2 separate regions of the Callithrix jacchus genome follow, and region 2 is linked to region 1. The links are chromatin contacts, called in public Hi-C maps. All regions are on one chromosome and are shown on one strand. The core of a region is the stretch at or near the end of the contact, and the rest is flanking DNA. Distances in the headings are between cores, read along the strand shown. Region 1 has its middle 40 kb from the start of SACS. Region 2 has its middle 140 kb from the start of TNFRSF19.

The links. A called contact is a pair of places that touch in the nucleus more often than the background predicts.
Region 2: a contact with region 1 is called in a Hi-C map of skeletal muscle, with 7 times the contacts expected there. The contact joins two enhancer-like sites. A contact is called at or near these places in 3 of 3 Hi-C or Micro-C datasets (induced pluripotent stem cells and skeletal muscle).

Annotation. Positions count from the first base shown.
Region 1 is chr5:143,000,842-143,008,278 of calJac240_pri, reverse strand. No RefSeq gene overlaps it. Among named protein-coding and RNA genes, the nearest start is that of SACS, 40 kb to the right of the region's middle. Within about 2 kb of position 3,863, at least 10 of the 16 cell types and tissues checked have an H3K27ac peak or open chromatin away from gene starts, as enhancers often do. A contact at or near this core is called in skeletal muscle, where this site is marked.
Region 2 is chr5:143,253,932-143,261,368 of calJac240_pri, reverse strand. No RefSeq gene overlaps it. Among named protein-coding and RNA genes, the nearest start is that of TNFRSF19, 140 kb to the right of the region's middle. Within about 2 kb of position 3,993, at least 2 of the 16 cell types and tissues checked have an H3K27ac peak or open chromatin away from gene starts, as enhancers often do. A contact at or near this core is called in skeletal muscle, where this site is marked.

The DNA of each region.
Region 1 (7,437 bases), core at 2,614-5,113:
AAATTCACATCCTGGGGTGCTCACTTCATCCTGTTGTCTGTGTGCTCTGTGGCTACACACCTGCCTAAGAACAGAATTAACGATGAGAAAACGTGCCTGCTTCTCTGCATAAAAGATGATGTCTGAGTAGAAGGTCGCCAAGGGAGGATTAAGAGCAAGAATGCAAGAATGTGCTCAGGAATCTGTGCGTGAGATGATGAGCCTGTGAGCTGACGTTGATTCTGTGCAGTTCCCAGTGCCTTATTCGCAGGCAAGATTTTCTTGCTCTTCATTCAAACTTCAACGTTTTAAGCAAAGATTTTTAAGATCTAACAGGAAACAGGGAGCTGCAGTGAAACTTGGGCGGTCAGTTCGAATTTGAAAAAATATTTGTTAGAGTGGAGAAGGACTGAAAGCATTAAGTTACTTGAAGATTTCTCCCTCTCTCTCTCTTTTTTTTTCTGGCAAGAAGAATGACTGGGACAGGTAAGGGATAGGAATTCTTCTGGATCACTCCCTTCCATGATGATCTCTCCCTTGACTTTGCACTTTGGAGTTTGACACAGATTAGTGCTTCCTAGTCCTCTAACTGTATCAATTGCCTCAGTTTCCCCTCTGCAATAAGATTGGGATATCTTTGAGTGTAGAAAGAAAAATAATCTTTTTTTTTTTTTTGTAGCCCAGTAAGTTCCAGACACATTAGAAACTGATACACAAGTGTTACTTGCTTAATTTATTACAAATGCTTTAAAAATGACGTAATGAGTATTGTTTTAAAATAAAAACAAACTGTGAAGAACTCTCCTCCTCTTAGTGGAGACTTTCTACATTTTTTTAAGGAGTGGGGAGGCAGTGGACATGTTGAGTTTTCAATTGAATATTTTGCCGCAAAGAACTTTGAAGGAGAGGAAAAAGAAAACGCAAAGGCAAACAAAGCTGGTATTTTTCAAGTGCTCATTTAATTTCAAAACTACAGTGTCTTTCATTGAGTTTTACCTTTAAAAAGAGAGCCATGACCCTCTGCTCAAAATTCCATCCAGAAATTAAATGATGAGTTAGAGCTGTGTTACACTCGTACGATTGAGATACCCTCTGTTTGTGCACACACTGAACAGTCTGGGGTCTGCGCTTGGGGTGCTGCCAATGGAGCAGATACATGGCTGATGAAAATCATCCATCATTTCAAATCAGAGATGCCGTATTCCTGCAGACTTCTGTTATGAACAATCTCATTTGAGTTTATATTGGAACAAGCTGTCTTCAACACTCAGGACTGGCCCCAGGCACAACGAGGCAGATGGGATAGGCATCTCTCATTCCATGCCTGCATTTGCTGGAATTAGAATTTCATCAGTAGTTTGCTGGTGGGAGCCTAGCCGCTGACAGGATTAACTTCATTGAGTTGTGCTTCAGTATCAGCTCCTAGCTCCCTCAATTTGTGCAAAAACTCTCATGGAGGATAATGTTTATCACTTTTTCACTTAAAGCCATATATATGAGTCATTATATAGAGCGATTCTTTTTAGATTCAGTTTCTGAGAAAAAAATCAGAAAGTCACATGATCTTCCTCTCTGCTAATGATACGACACACACTGCTCTTGTCTCTAGTCTTGCCTTGGCCTCCAGGAAGCTCGGAGCCAGGTTTCATACTCAATTACAGAAATAAGATGACATGCTAGTGCTGCGGTATTTGTGGTACTCCTTTCTGTTGATCCTTAGTTTCCATTTCCATTCTTTTTTATTAAGCCTATCATGTGTTTTTTGTTGCAAGCTGTATCATTTTGGAGAAAGGCCAGGCTTATATAAATGATAAAGTATAACCATCTTTAATTTCCCAACTAAGTGGTTTTTTGTTTTAGGGTGTATATTTTTAGAAGACTTTAAACAGATGAGAATCAAATATTTTGCTTCTTCATGGAGTTAACCACGGTTAAATCATCCACACTGATACAGAGGCCTGATAAAACATCGGGATTGCATTTGATAACCACGTTTCTCTTACACATTCTCAGGTCTTTCAGTCTCTTAAGTTTTTAGTCCTCTTTATTTACTATATTAATCTTGAAAGGTACACAAGGTTCTTATCTAAAATTAATATTTTAATATTTATTTAAAATTTTATTTTGTTTATTATGAAAGTATTTATTTAAACTTACAAAGACAACAGCAACTAAGAATGGCCATGACTGAATAGAGCAAAACTAATAAAATAAATAAAATAAAGGAGTATATCCCTGAAATGTTAAGAAAGGCACTAGCCCAAATCATCAGGACTGAGACTCCGTCCTGGGTTTGCTTTAAGGCCTTTAGTGTGAAGCCGATGGCTGCCAAGCCATCCCAGAAGGCGGCGCTTGTCCCTTAGGAGCTTAGAGTTGAAGCAGACGAGGCAACCCCTAGCGTTGGGCAGACGCTGAAACTCAGCACTTATACACAGGACTGATGTTGTAACTCCCACACAGATGCCTCAGGTTCCTCTGATGCTTCTTTTCTCAGGGTCTCTCATATCCGTCTTCTTTCATGACCCAGTCCTAATAATCACATAAGTTGGATCCTTTATCAGACACTCAACAGAAGCAGACTTTGTCAATTACAGGTGGAGGGAGCCTGGCAAAGAAGCTATCCATAAAAACAAGGGTGACCTGGCAGGCTTCAGAAGCCTTCTCAGGGTGATCCCAGCAGGCAGGGGACATCCACCCTCACTCAGGACACCCTTGGGCACTCTGCGCATGGCCCACACAGCTGCAGCTAGTTAAGCCCTTCTGGGCACCGTGTGTTTCTGTGACCTGCTCTTCCTGTGTCTTGTACTCATTATTTTTTCCCATCACATCACATGTTCCTACAGTTTAGAGACAATGCTGACTTTTCGTCTTCCATCCTCCACAGCACACAGTGGGGCTCCTGCCACCCTGGGCCTTCTTGTGTCCTGGCTGAGATGTGGACGGCCCTGCTCTCTCGCCGGATCCTCCCGGGTCATGGAAGGGAAGGATTCTTTGAAGAAATATTCAACTTCCTTACCCACCACCTGTGCGCCTTGGGCAACAGGAGTTCTCAAGTGCCATGGCTTTCATTTTCTCAGCTACAAAATGAAGGGACTGTAACAGCCTTCTGTTTTGAAGAATCCCACTTGAATTCATATATATCATATATATACACAGACACACATATATACACAGACACACATATATACACAGACATATATATATATATATATCAGATTATTTGTGTTTCTTTTTTCCTCTAAACCGTTTTCAGCCGCTTTAAGGGGGGAAATCGTGTTTTTTTGTTTTTGTTTTTTTGAGATGAAGTTTTGCTCTTGTTGCCCAGGCTGGAGTGTAATGGCAGGATCTCCGCTCACCGCAGCCTCCGCCTCCCAGGTTCAAGCAATTCTCCAGCCTCAGCCTCCTGAGTAGCTGGGATTACAGGCTTGAGCCCCCATGCCCAGCTAGTTTTGTATTTTTAGTAGAGACGGGGTTTCTCCACTTTGGTCAGGCTGGTCTCGAACTGGAGACCTCAGGTGATCCGCCCGCCTCGGCCTCCTAAAGTGCAGGGATTACAGGCAGGAGCCCCCGCGCCCGGCTGGGAAACCTATGTTTAAAAAATGATGTGGTTGCGCCCTCCAATGGTTAAGCTTGAAGTCAGCAGGAGGTTTGGGTGACAGCAGGGCTCCTAGGAAAGCGCAGGCCCGGCTCAACGGCGGAAGGACGAAGGTGGGTCTCGAGATACTGAATCTGCTATTCCGGAAAGCACCGAATCGCCATGTAGACCGGTTGCCAAGTATGACTGAGAGCCCCAAGGCGTCACCAGCCTAGGCATCCCAGCCTCGGTGCTTCGAGTCCCACTTCTGCTCGGCTAGCGGGAAAGGCACGGCTTCGGGGCCACTTCCAGGCCTTCAACACGCGGCTAGTGCTGGGAATCCTGGCGGCCGCGGCTCTTCCGTCTCCGGCGGACCCAGCACTCAGAGAAGCCACAGAGGCTCGGCCGCTGCTGCCCACCCCCGGCACCCGCCGGCCCGCCCCTCCCGGCTCGGCTGTAGGGCTGGGGCGCCTCCAGGGGGCAGCCGTCAGCCCGCGTCCCGGGGAAGCCTCTGGCCGCCCCGGCCGCGCGCCCGCAGACGAGCTGCGCCGCCCAGCGGGGTGGGTGGCGGGACAGCCGTGCACGCTGCCGGCTTTTGCTCGCTCCTCCGCGGGTCCCGCTGGATCGCCAGGTTCGCTGCAGACTGACATAGAACAACAAACGCAAACTCCCAACCCCAGGTGAATTGCAGGGCCCCGCTCACGTGCGGGGCGTTTCTGCCTATTTCCAGCCTCTGGATGCAACAGAATGGGTGAAGAACTGACAGTGACGGCGTAGGGAATTCCATAAGGTATACAATGAAAAGTAAATGGCAGATGAAAAATGGGAGCTTTGGTTTCTAGTCAAAGTCTAGACAACTTCCTCAGGAAGCGATTCCGCAGACGCAGCCCAGGTGGCAGGAGAATGGCAGCGTAGCCAGCTTTTAGGATTCCCTGAGCGCTATGCTAGCAGGGAGAGAAAGGGTTAAAGACCCTCCTGTCCTTAGCATCACCGCGAACGAACGTTTACTGAGCACTTACTTTATAAAGAGCACGGTGATCGATGCTGGGGAATATTCAGAGGAATGAATAGGGCAATCTCATTTTCCAGGTGTATGTTCACTGGAAGGGTCCCCGGCTGCAGGAACTGGGTAGTTACTGGTCAACGGCAACCACTGCGCCCTGGCCATTGGTTCTGAAACATGCCGTAAATTTCAGATATGTTTTCTGCCTCCAAGAGATTTACATGCTAGAAAAAAAAAGGACACATAAATATAAGGAGATAAATAATAGCCCAGATATTTAAAAAAAAATTTTTAGTTGGGGTGAAAATACACATAACATTTACCATCTTGATCATTTGTACGTGTCCAGTTCAGCGGTGTTAGAACATCCACGCCATTGTGCAGCCACACTCCAGAACACTTTTCATCTCATAAAACGGAACCTCCATAGTCATTAAACAACATTTTCCCATTCCCCTTCTCCTAGCTCCTGAAAACCACCACTCTACAGATGCTCCTTGACTTATGATGGGTTTAGGTCCAGATAAATCCATGAAAGTTGAAAATAGTTGAAAATGCATTCCATGCCCCGAACCTGCTGAACATCATAGCTAAGCACAGACTACCTCAAACGTGCTCAGAACACTTACATTACCCTCCAGTTGGGAAAAATCACCTAACACAAAGCTTGTTTTCTAATAAAGTACAGAATATCTCCTGTAATGTATTCAAGATCAGAGTCATGTGTTGCCCTGAGCTGTCACATCTCGTCGGTTTCTTTCCATCTGGAACAGTTTCTCAGTCTTTGCCTCTCGTTCACGTCTGTCTTGGTTTGTTCTGGCTGCCATAATGAAGCCTCATTGACTTACACAACAATATTGTCTCACAGTTCTGAAGACCAGAAATCCAAGTTCAAGGTGTCGGCAGGGTTGGTTTCTTCTGAGGCCTCTCTCCTCGGCTTCCATGTGTCTTCACGTGGTCTTCCCTCTGCATGTGTCTGTGTCCTAATCTCGTCTTACAAAATCACCAGTTATGTCAGATTAGGGCCCACGTCAATGGCTTGATTTTAATTTTTTAAAATTCTAACTTAATTGCCCCTTTAAAGAAACTATCTCTGAATTATAGTCACATTTTGAGGTACTGAGTGTTGGACTTTAACATATAAATTTTGAGGGAGACATGATTCAGCCCATAAGTGTTCTTGAGAGCCTTAGAAGGTACAAGCCTTTCAGAGTGTAAAATGACATACACTTGGGTCCCTCTAATGTTATCTTATGACTAGACTCAGTCCACACATCTTGGCAGGACGACGTCAGAAATTATGCTGTGTTCTTTTCAGGGCAGGCTCTATCACCCTGACCCACTTCTCTGACGCCAACGTTTTCCAAATGATCAAGCTGGTGTCTGCCAGATTCAATATCATGTCAATATCCTGTTCTTTTGTTAAACGTTCACAGGCATCTTTAGCAGGCAGTTAGACTTTTCAGTTGAGAGAGGGGAAGGAAAAGTGGAAAGAGAGGAAAAGGTGGAAAGAATAAAGTTTTTTTTTTAAAGTTAAAATAGCATTTTAAGGTTCTTAACTAGGAATGTTTAAAAGGGGAGACCAATAACTACTATTTTCAGTTCCTTGTTTTTCTTGTAGCTCTGCCTATGATGACAATAGTAATGCCTACATAAATCAAGAAAATGTACTCTAAGAGAGGCGTTTAACTAAGCAAAGTCTCATTAGTAATGATAACTCAGAAGATTTGTTTTTTTTCAGAGTTTTCAATGGGCTAAGGTTTCTCTAGGTATCATTTCTTTTCATTCTGACTACAACTGGATGAGGTGGCATTATTGTCATTTGTCTTATAGGTGAGGAAACTGAAGTACAAACATATTAAGCAACCTGCCCAGGGTCCTACAGCTAATAAGCCTCCTCGGAGTCTCTGAGTCTAAAGCCTGTGATTGCAGTCATTACTTACATTGCTATCTGGGCACAATGCAGCCACTCAGTCTCTGCACTGCTAGAGATCTGAGGTCCTACATGCCCCAAAGTTGAGTTCATTTCTAAATTTAGTATCAAAATGATGAAGCAGTTTCCAAAACTGGAAAATGAGTTTCCATTCCCTGTTCTAATTAGAATTTTTATAATGTTTTCTTTGTTTAGTTTTTCAAGTTCCAATTTTTTTTTTTTTTTTTTGAGAGGAAGTAATGCCTTGACTCTGCATTTCACTTGGGTAGCTCGAGAAGAGGACTGAATTCTTCTTGTGGAATAAGCTACGACCGGAAAGTGCAGTGTGTCAGCAGCAACAAGTGCTAGTCAGAGAAAGAATTAGCTTCAAAAAACACAAAACATAGCCTGGCCATCAAGGAAGGGAGGGCCTGAGTGCAGACTTTAGCACGTCCACACACCACAGGGCAAGATGTCGGACCAGCCCGATTTTTACCTAAGACAGGGAGGAGAGCAAGTATCTCTTGGAACTGGCTAATCTGCCTAGCTAGGAGCTTTATATACTCTAAACAACCAGGTGAAGTTAGCATTTTTACCTTCATTTTGTGACAGGAAAAGTGTGGTTCGGAGAGATGAAGATGACCCTAGGTCAGTGCTGGAGCTCAGATGAGAACCCACATTTGCCCGGCTATCTGCAAATCTCAGGTTCTTATTTACATCACACTGACTACTTTTTGGTGAGTGATATCCCATTAAGAATTGAGATTGTGTTTCCCAACTCCCCCAGAGCCATGTGCCAGGCTCTCCTGTAATGTAGTCAGCACTTGGTGGGTGGGAATAAGGTGCCCAGGAGTGAAGATGCCACCATCGGTGAGGACCCCGGCTGCACTTACAGCTGTGTGACTTGGGTATGATCCTTAAGCCATGTGCTCACCATTGTGCTCATCATGAAACAGGGATTATAGTATC
Region 2 (7,437 bases), core at 2,744-5,243, 250 kb before region 1:
TCTTGTACAGAACTAGGGTTTTAATATCTACCTTGACAGATTTGAAAAAAAATATATATTTACTCAGTGCCTGGTACATTGGTACCCAGTAATTCATGTCCAGGTTCAGTGGGAAGGATATGAAGCATGAGGAAAACTATAAGATAAATGTTCAAAGAAGTATTATAACTATACACAGGCTGGGCACGGTGGCTCACACTTGTAACCCCAGCATTTTGGGAGGCCGAGGCGGGCAGATCATCTGAGGTCGAGAATTTGAGACCAGACTGACCAACATAGAGAAACCCTGTCTCTTCTAAAAATACAAAATTAACCAAGCGTGGTGGCAGGCGCCTGTAATTCCAGCTACTTGGGAAGCTGAGGTAGGAGAATCGCTTGTACCTGAGAAGCGGAGGTTGTGGTGAGCCAAGATCGTGCCATTGCACTCTAGCCTGGGCAACAAGGGTGAAACTCTGTCTCAAAAATAAATAAATAAACTACACACAGATGAAGGTCATCTGGGTGGAAATACGATGGCAATCTTACAGATGAGTCTTATTGTCCCACTGGATATTTGCATTAAAAGCCTGCTAACATTTGTAGCTGAAGCTTTAGTGCAGCTTGGTATGACTATTACAAAGTTTATATCTCTGAAAATTTCACTGAACCCAGAGCAACAGGTTCCTGTATTCATTTCACAAACTTATTAAGCACTTACTGTGCATTGGCTACTTTTTAGGAGCTAGGCATACAGCAGTGAACAAAACTGTCAAAACTCTAGCCTCATGGCACTTACATTCTAGTATACTGGGAATGAGAAAAAATAAAGATGCTACATAAACTAGGTGAAAAGGTAACAGCTTCTTTTTTCTTTTCCCTTTTTAAACAGGGTCTTGCTCTGTTGCCCAGGCTGGAGTGCAATGATGTGATCATAGCTCACTGTAGCCTCCAACTCCTGGGCTCAAATAATCCTCCTGCCTCAGCTCCTGAGGAGCTGGGACCACAGATGCAGATGTATGTCACTACACCTGTTTAATTTTGTACTTTTTATAGAAACAGAATCTCACTATGTTGCCCAGGCTGATCTTGAACCCCTGGCCTCAGGTGATCCTCCCACCTTGCCCTCCCAAAGTGCTAGGATGATAGGTGTGAGCCCCTGTGCCTGGCCTAGTAACAACTTCTATGGGCGACATCGGCAAGAGACAATAGATGCTAAAGAAGTATGCAACTTAGAATAGGATGGTCAGCGACGGCCTCACCGGGAAGGTAACTCAACAGGCCAGGGAAAGAGCCACGTGGATGTCTGGGGAAAGAGCAGAGGAGGCAGCATGTGCATGTCCCTGAGGTGGGAACGAGTCAGAACTGTAGGGGGCAGTAGATCACGATCTTCGAGCACCAGACTCTGCTGAATACTCACAATGTATTTTAAAGAGCAAAAAATAAAGGATTTTTTACGATTTGTTTATTTTATTCATTCATTTATTACTTATTTACTATTTTTTAAATTTTTTTTACTAAATTTTACTATTGCCTGACATTCTGCTTCCTTTATAAGACAAACACCTGTTTGGTACCATAAAGTTAATTTGATCATTGTGCTCCTCTTTCTTCTGTATTTTGTTAGAGAATACTTAAATAGAATTCACTAGATTCTATGTGTTTTCCAAACACACTTTATAAGTATAAATTCCCTTAGTTCTCATAACCACCCTGAGGTAGGTACTGTTGTTATTCCCATTTTGCAAGGGGGTAAACTGAAGCACAGAGAAATTAGGTTGCTTGTCTAAGATCATACGGCTAATAAACACCAGAGCTAGCTGGGCGCGGTGGCTCACGCCTGTAATCCCAGCACTTTGGGAGACTGAGACAGGCAGATCACTGGAGGTCAGGAGTTTAAGACCAGCCTGGCCAACATGGCAAAAGTCCGTCTCTACTAAAAAATATAAAAATTAACCAGGCATGGTGGAGGGCACCTGTAGTCCCAGCTACTCGGGAGGCTGAGGCAGGAGAATCGCTTGAACCAGGGAGGCAGAGGTTGCAGTGAGCCGAGATTGTGCCATTGCACTGCAGCCCGGGCAACAGAGTGAGACTCTGCCTCAAACACACACACACAACCACACACACACACACACAAACACACACACACACAACCACACACACACACACAGCTGTGCTTTGTACCCAGTCTACCTGGCTTTGGAGCTCATGCTCAGCCTCTGATGAAGGCACATCCCCTCCCAGCGGTGTGCTGGAGCCAGCTCAGCCCAGCCCACAAGAGCCGACTGTGTGCATCTCCTGCCTCTTCTGCATCAGTAACGTCACTTTGGTACTTAACATTAGCCATAGTAGGAGTGTTTACATCACAGAAATAGGCCAATGCTGTAAGTCCAGGCCTTGCATTCCGGAAAACTGGATGTTGCACATTTTCCAGCACACCGTGATTCCCTCCCACCTTCTGCACCCCAACCTAGGTTGCATCCCCCTTGAAGCTTCCCCTGATTTCATTCTACCTAACATCTGCACTCCAGCCTCACCTGCAATTCTGGCACTGTTACATTACAACAGGGCTAACGTCTGCCGGGGTGGTTTGACCGCTGAAGTAAACGTCCTCGCAGGAATTTCCAGGACAGCATAGTGGCAAGAACGGGCGTTCCTGTGATCAGGTGGACCTAGGTTTGAATTCTGGCTCAGTGAGGTACATGGCTAATAGCAATTCACTTCCTGTCCCTGTCCACTGGTCTCCCTTGTCCATAAAATGAGACATAACAATACACACCTACTTGAAGCCTGGTTGTGGGGACCTGGAGCAAGGCCAGACAGAGTCAAATCCAAACTCATGACTGGCCTCCGCAGCCCCACAGAACACCTGCTTTTCAGCACTACCTCTCACCATCTCGTGCTTGGCCCCTGAGGCTCCACCACATCCCATTCTGGGACGTGGACCTGCTTTCCCTCTGCCCGACTCTCATCACAGATGCACATGACTGCTTCCTCCACGTGGGGTCCACTCAAGCCCAGCAGCTCAGCTCCAGGCCTCACTGCTGCTGCCCACCCACCCCATGCATCCTCCTGTGCCCCTCTGCTGTTTCCTCCATAGCACTCATAGCATCTAACCTATTTTTTTCTGTCTGTTTTAGGAGCCCCTTGATGGCAAAGTCCCGTTTTACGCCTCCCTGTGTCCCCGGCACATGGAGTAGCACACACTAGCTGGGTGGGGTGTTGGGAAGGATCTTCCAGTCCTCTGGGATCTCAGAGAGTGGAGGTTGGTAGGGGCTCTGACTGTGTCACTGCTGCCTGTGTCTGGGCCAGTGTGGGCTGCCCCGTCCACCCAGGAAACCCCTGGGCCCTGCACTTTATCCAGGCAGAGGGAGGAGAGGGTTCATCAGAAACTGCATTGTCAAATATTTATCAAAGGCTTTCAATTTGCAAACTTGCAACTCCAGCAAGCACAGAGCAAACCACTGTCTTTCAAGTGGCCTCTGGCAAGACTTCCAGCCTGTCACTGGATGCTGAGTGGGAATGTGTGGGCAGAGGGAGTGCTGCTGTTGAAATCAGTTTAGAATTTCCTGACCCCTTTTTTTTTAACTCTTTACATTTCAGCTGCTGCAGTCAGAGGAGGAAATCCCCTGTTGTCATCCTACCTTTACGGCATCCAACATTTTGCCTGGAAATCATCAATCTGATCATCGACCATCCGGAGACCTCCTGCCTGCCCCTGCGGGGTCGCTCCCCAAACCTTGGCATTTTAAGAGGTTTTAAGAACTCACAAGTATCCCCTGATAAAGTGATTCATAATTTGTACAAAGCCTGCATGGAACGTGGTAGAGGAGAGGCCCGAGGGAAGTCACATTAATCCTGTGTGTAGGCATTTGGGCCGTGTAGGCATTCATGGGGCAGAATCACTTCTTGTGTATCAACCACAAAGAGCACTTAGCAGGCTGTGTGCAGAAGCTGTCCTGGTCTGTGGTGCGAGCTCTCTCGTGGCCCCATCATCAGCACTTAGGTGACAGAGGAGGGGCACAGTCCAGGGCTGCAGGGGCCAGCGGTGACAGGGATCTAGATGTACTCAGCTAGAGTGGTTCTGACGGTGTAAGAGGCTATTCTGGCCATGGACATAGCTTTGGGCTCTAGCTTTGCCGCTGCTGTCTCTGGACAGGAACTCCAGGCAGGAGTCCTCTACCCAAAATACTATGGCCAGGAAAGCAAAGCAGTGCATTATTTTTGCGGGGGTGCGAGCATTCTGGAAACCAGCCTGAAACGCGTGGCTGAGGCCTGTGGCTTGACGGCTCCTCCTGGCTCCAAGTCCTGCTTGTGATTTTCCCTAGCTGGGTGCACAGGAGAGGTGAGGGGAGGGCCCTCGCGTGTTTGAGAGTGGAATGGAAAGAGCTGGCCAGGCCCACCCAGGGGTCACCACCTGGAGCAGGACATTGGAGGAAGGTACAGAACAGAGACCTTCAAACACCCAGGGCCCCTGCTAGCCTGTGGACTGATGGTGACCAGACCCAGCTGGTACCCGTTCCTTCAGGGAAGAGCCGCAGGAGGGAGGAGCGGGGTCCCCTCCACCAGGGCCCAGGGCAGCCAGAGGCCGCAGCTTCAACCTCCTAACCATAAAAAGTGTAGCTTTTGTGGGGAAGCAGAGGAGGAAGAAGGAGAGGAAGGGACTGGTTAAAGGATACAGCTAGATAGGAGGAATAACTTCTAGTGCTCTATAGCACTGTGGGGAAACTACAGCCAACAACATTTATTATATATTTTCAAACAGCTGGAAGAGAGGATTTTGAATGTTCCCAACACAAATGCAGGATAACTATCTGAGGCCATGGGTATGCTAATCACCCCGACTTGGTCACTACGCACTGTATGCATCAAAACTCACTCAGTATACCCCGTAGACACGTACAATTATTATGTGTCAGTTTTTAAACATGTTTTTCAAAGGTTTGTAAAAATCCTTAGGGTGGGGGGTGGGGGTGGAGGACAAGGGGAGGGAGAGCATTAGGACAAATACCTAATGCATGCAGGGCTTAAAACCTAGATGATGGGTTGGTAAGTGCAGCAAACCACCATGGCACATGTACAGCTGTGTAACAAACCCGCATGTTCTATCCCAGAGCTTAAAGTAAAAAAAGAAAAAAATTCCTTGTGGGAACGGATGCATATATTTTCAAAGAGCACGGGTGAAGGTGTTATTAATTAAAGATCAGTGGCTTCTGAGTTGGGACTCAATGGGTATAGAGTTTCCGTTTTCCAAGACATCAAGAGTCGGGAACTGGAAGGTGGTGCTGGCTGCAGGGCATCATGACAGTGGGTGAAAACGCTGAGCTGCGCACCTCAGAATGGTTAGGATGATAAATTTCATGTGCATGTTGCCACAATTTTAAACACTGAAAAAAAAAGTCAGTGGCTCTTTCCCTACTTAAGAGATTGGTGAACATTTGTCCTGAGATAGGAATCGGGGCCTTCTGACCCCAGGTGTCCTCTGGGCATCTCCCTGAGCCCTAAAGTTCCCTTTCCCGTGACCTCCAGGAAGAGAGCCTGAAAGAGTGGCTGGACAGCTGGCCCAATTCATTCAGGTGAAGAACTTCATTTGCTTTAAATGTCAGCTCCTTTTGCTTTGCTTACTAAGTTCACCTTTTTGGGTAACCTGTTTTTGTAGAGCTCATGTTTTGTCCTCAAGCTTCCTGAGCGCTATGCATTTTCTGAGCCAAATCATTAAAATCTGACATTTGTTTTTTGTTTTTTTCTCTTGGCCACAAGTAAATACACATTTAAGCAACAGCTTCCTACAGCTTTTGAATTATGCAATATAAAAATGCCAGTGTGTTTTAATTTCAGATTTGTAGGTCATGTAATTGGAAAATGATTTCAATGAAAAAAATGTAACTTTTAATCTCTGAAACAAGAATGAGAAAGTTATCGCTCATCTCACTCTCCAAATTCCCAGGGCCATGTGCCTCGCTGTGTCCTGGACTGGCCTCACCATGTGTCAGTCCTGCTCCTGAGCCTGCTGCTGAGCTTCCAGACACCTGGCCCCGCCCGGTCAGACTGGATTTCTCCAGATGCTTCTGGTATTGTAGAAAAAACAATTGAGCATATTTAACAAGTTCCTTTGTGTGTGCCAGACAGGGTTCTAAGGGTTCTATGAACGCTGACAACGTATAATTCCCACCACAATCATGGGAAATAGGTGCTACTTTCATTTTTATTTGTTATTTTCTTTAGAGGCAGAGTTTCTCTCTGCCTAGGCTGGAGTGCAGTTTCATGATCATGGCTTATCATATCCTTGAACTCTTGGAGTCAAGTGACCTTCCCGCTTAAGCCTCCCGCTTAAGTGAGTGACTGGGGCTACAGAGAGGCACCCCCATGCCCAGCTACTTTTTAATTTTTATTTTGTAGAGATGGGGTCTGGCTATATTGCCCAGGCTAGTCTAGAACTCCTGGCCTCAAGTGATCCTCCACTGTAATTACAGCTGAGAGCCACTGAGCCCAGCCTATTTGTAATCTGTATTTCCTAGACTTGATACTCAAGCACAAAGAAGTTAAGCAGCTTGCGGGGGGCCACAGAGCCAGTGTGAATCCAGCCTCCCTGCTTTTCATGGGATGTTATACTTCACACCTTCAGAGAGCTGCCCCCTCTGCCATGACGCTGTCACCTCTTCCTTTGCTAGGTAGACTCCACTCCTTCTGTAAGAATCTTCACATTGCTTGCTCTATTCCAGTCTCCCCTGTCCCTGTTGGTTTGGGCCGATTTCGCTGGACCTCCAAGTTCTTGCACTCACCCCTTGGCGCTGGAGCCTCAACGGCCACCTCCATCCCCGCCGTTCCTGTGGCCCCGCTGAGGCTCCTGCTTTCCCTTGTTTGCATTGTAAGCCTCTAGCACAGGCTAGGCCTGCAGGAGCTCAAGAAGTATTTGCTGAAAGCATGAAAGACTGGATTGCACGGTGCAAGCCCTGGCAGCGTGTGCAGGCAGGAAGAGAGACCTGTTTTAAACAGATGCTCAGGGCAGTGGCTATTGTGCCTGAGCTCCCTGGGTCTCTGTCAGTCAGCGGGGCCTCCCTGAGCTCCCCACTCTCTGCGTTGTCGGCGTTCCCTTCTGCCTACCACTGCTTTAGGTGCTTCTCTTGGCTATTTGGAAAACATGGGCAAAAAGGGGATCACAGGAAATTACAGAAAGAGCAGGCCTGTCCAGGGTGAGGGGCTGGGGCTGGACTCCAAGTGAGGAATCATCTTTATCCTGAAGCTCTCACAAAAGTCAGGGTCTGGGTGTGTGAGTGGGCACAGGCAGGGCGGTCCTAGAGAAGCGCAGCCTCTGCTCTCAGAGGTGGTGTCCGACAGTGACGGTCTGGAAGGGCTTGCACAGAACCCCAGTCCCCCTCTCAGGGGCTCATGAGCGCCCTGCCTTGAAGACCATGTTCCAGATTGCGATGCGGCAAGCCTGCCAGGGTGCCTGCTGTGATG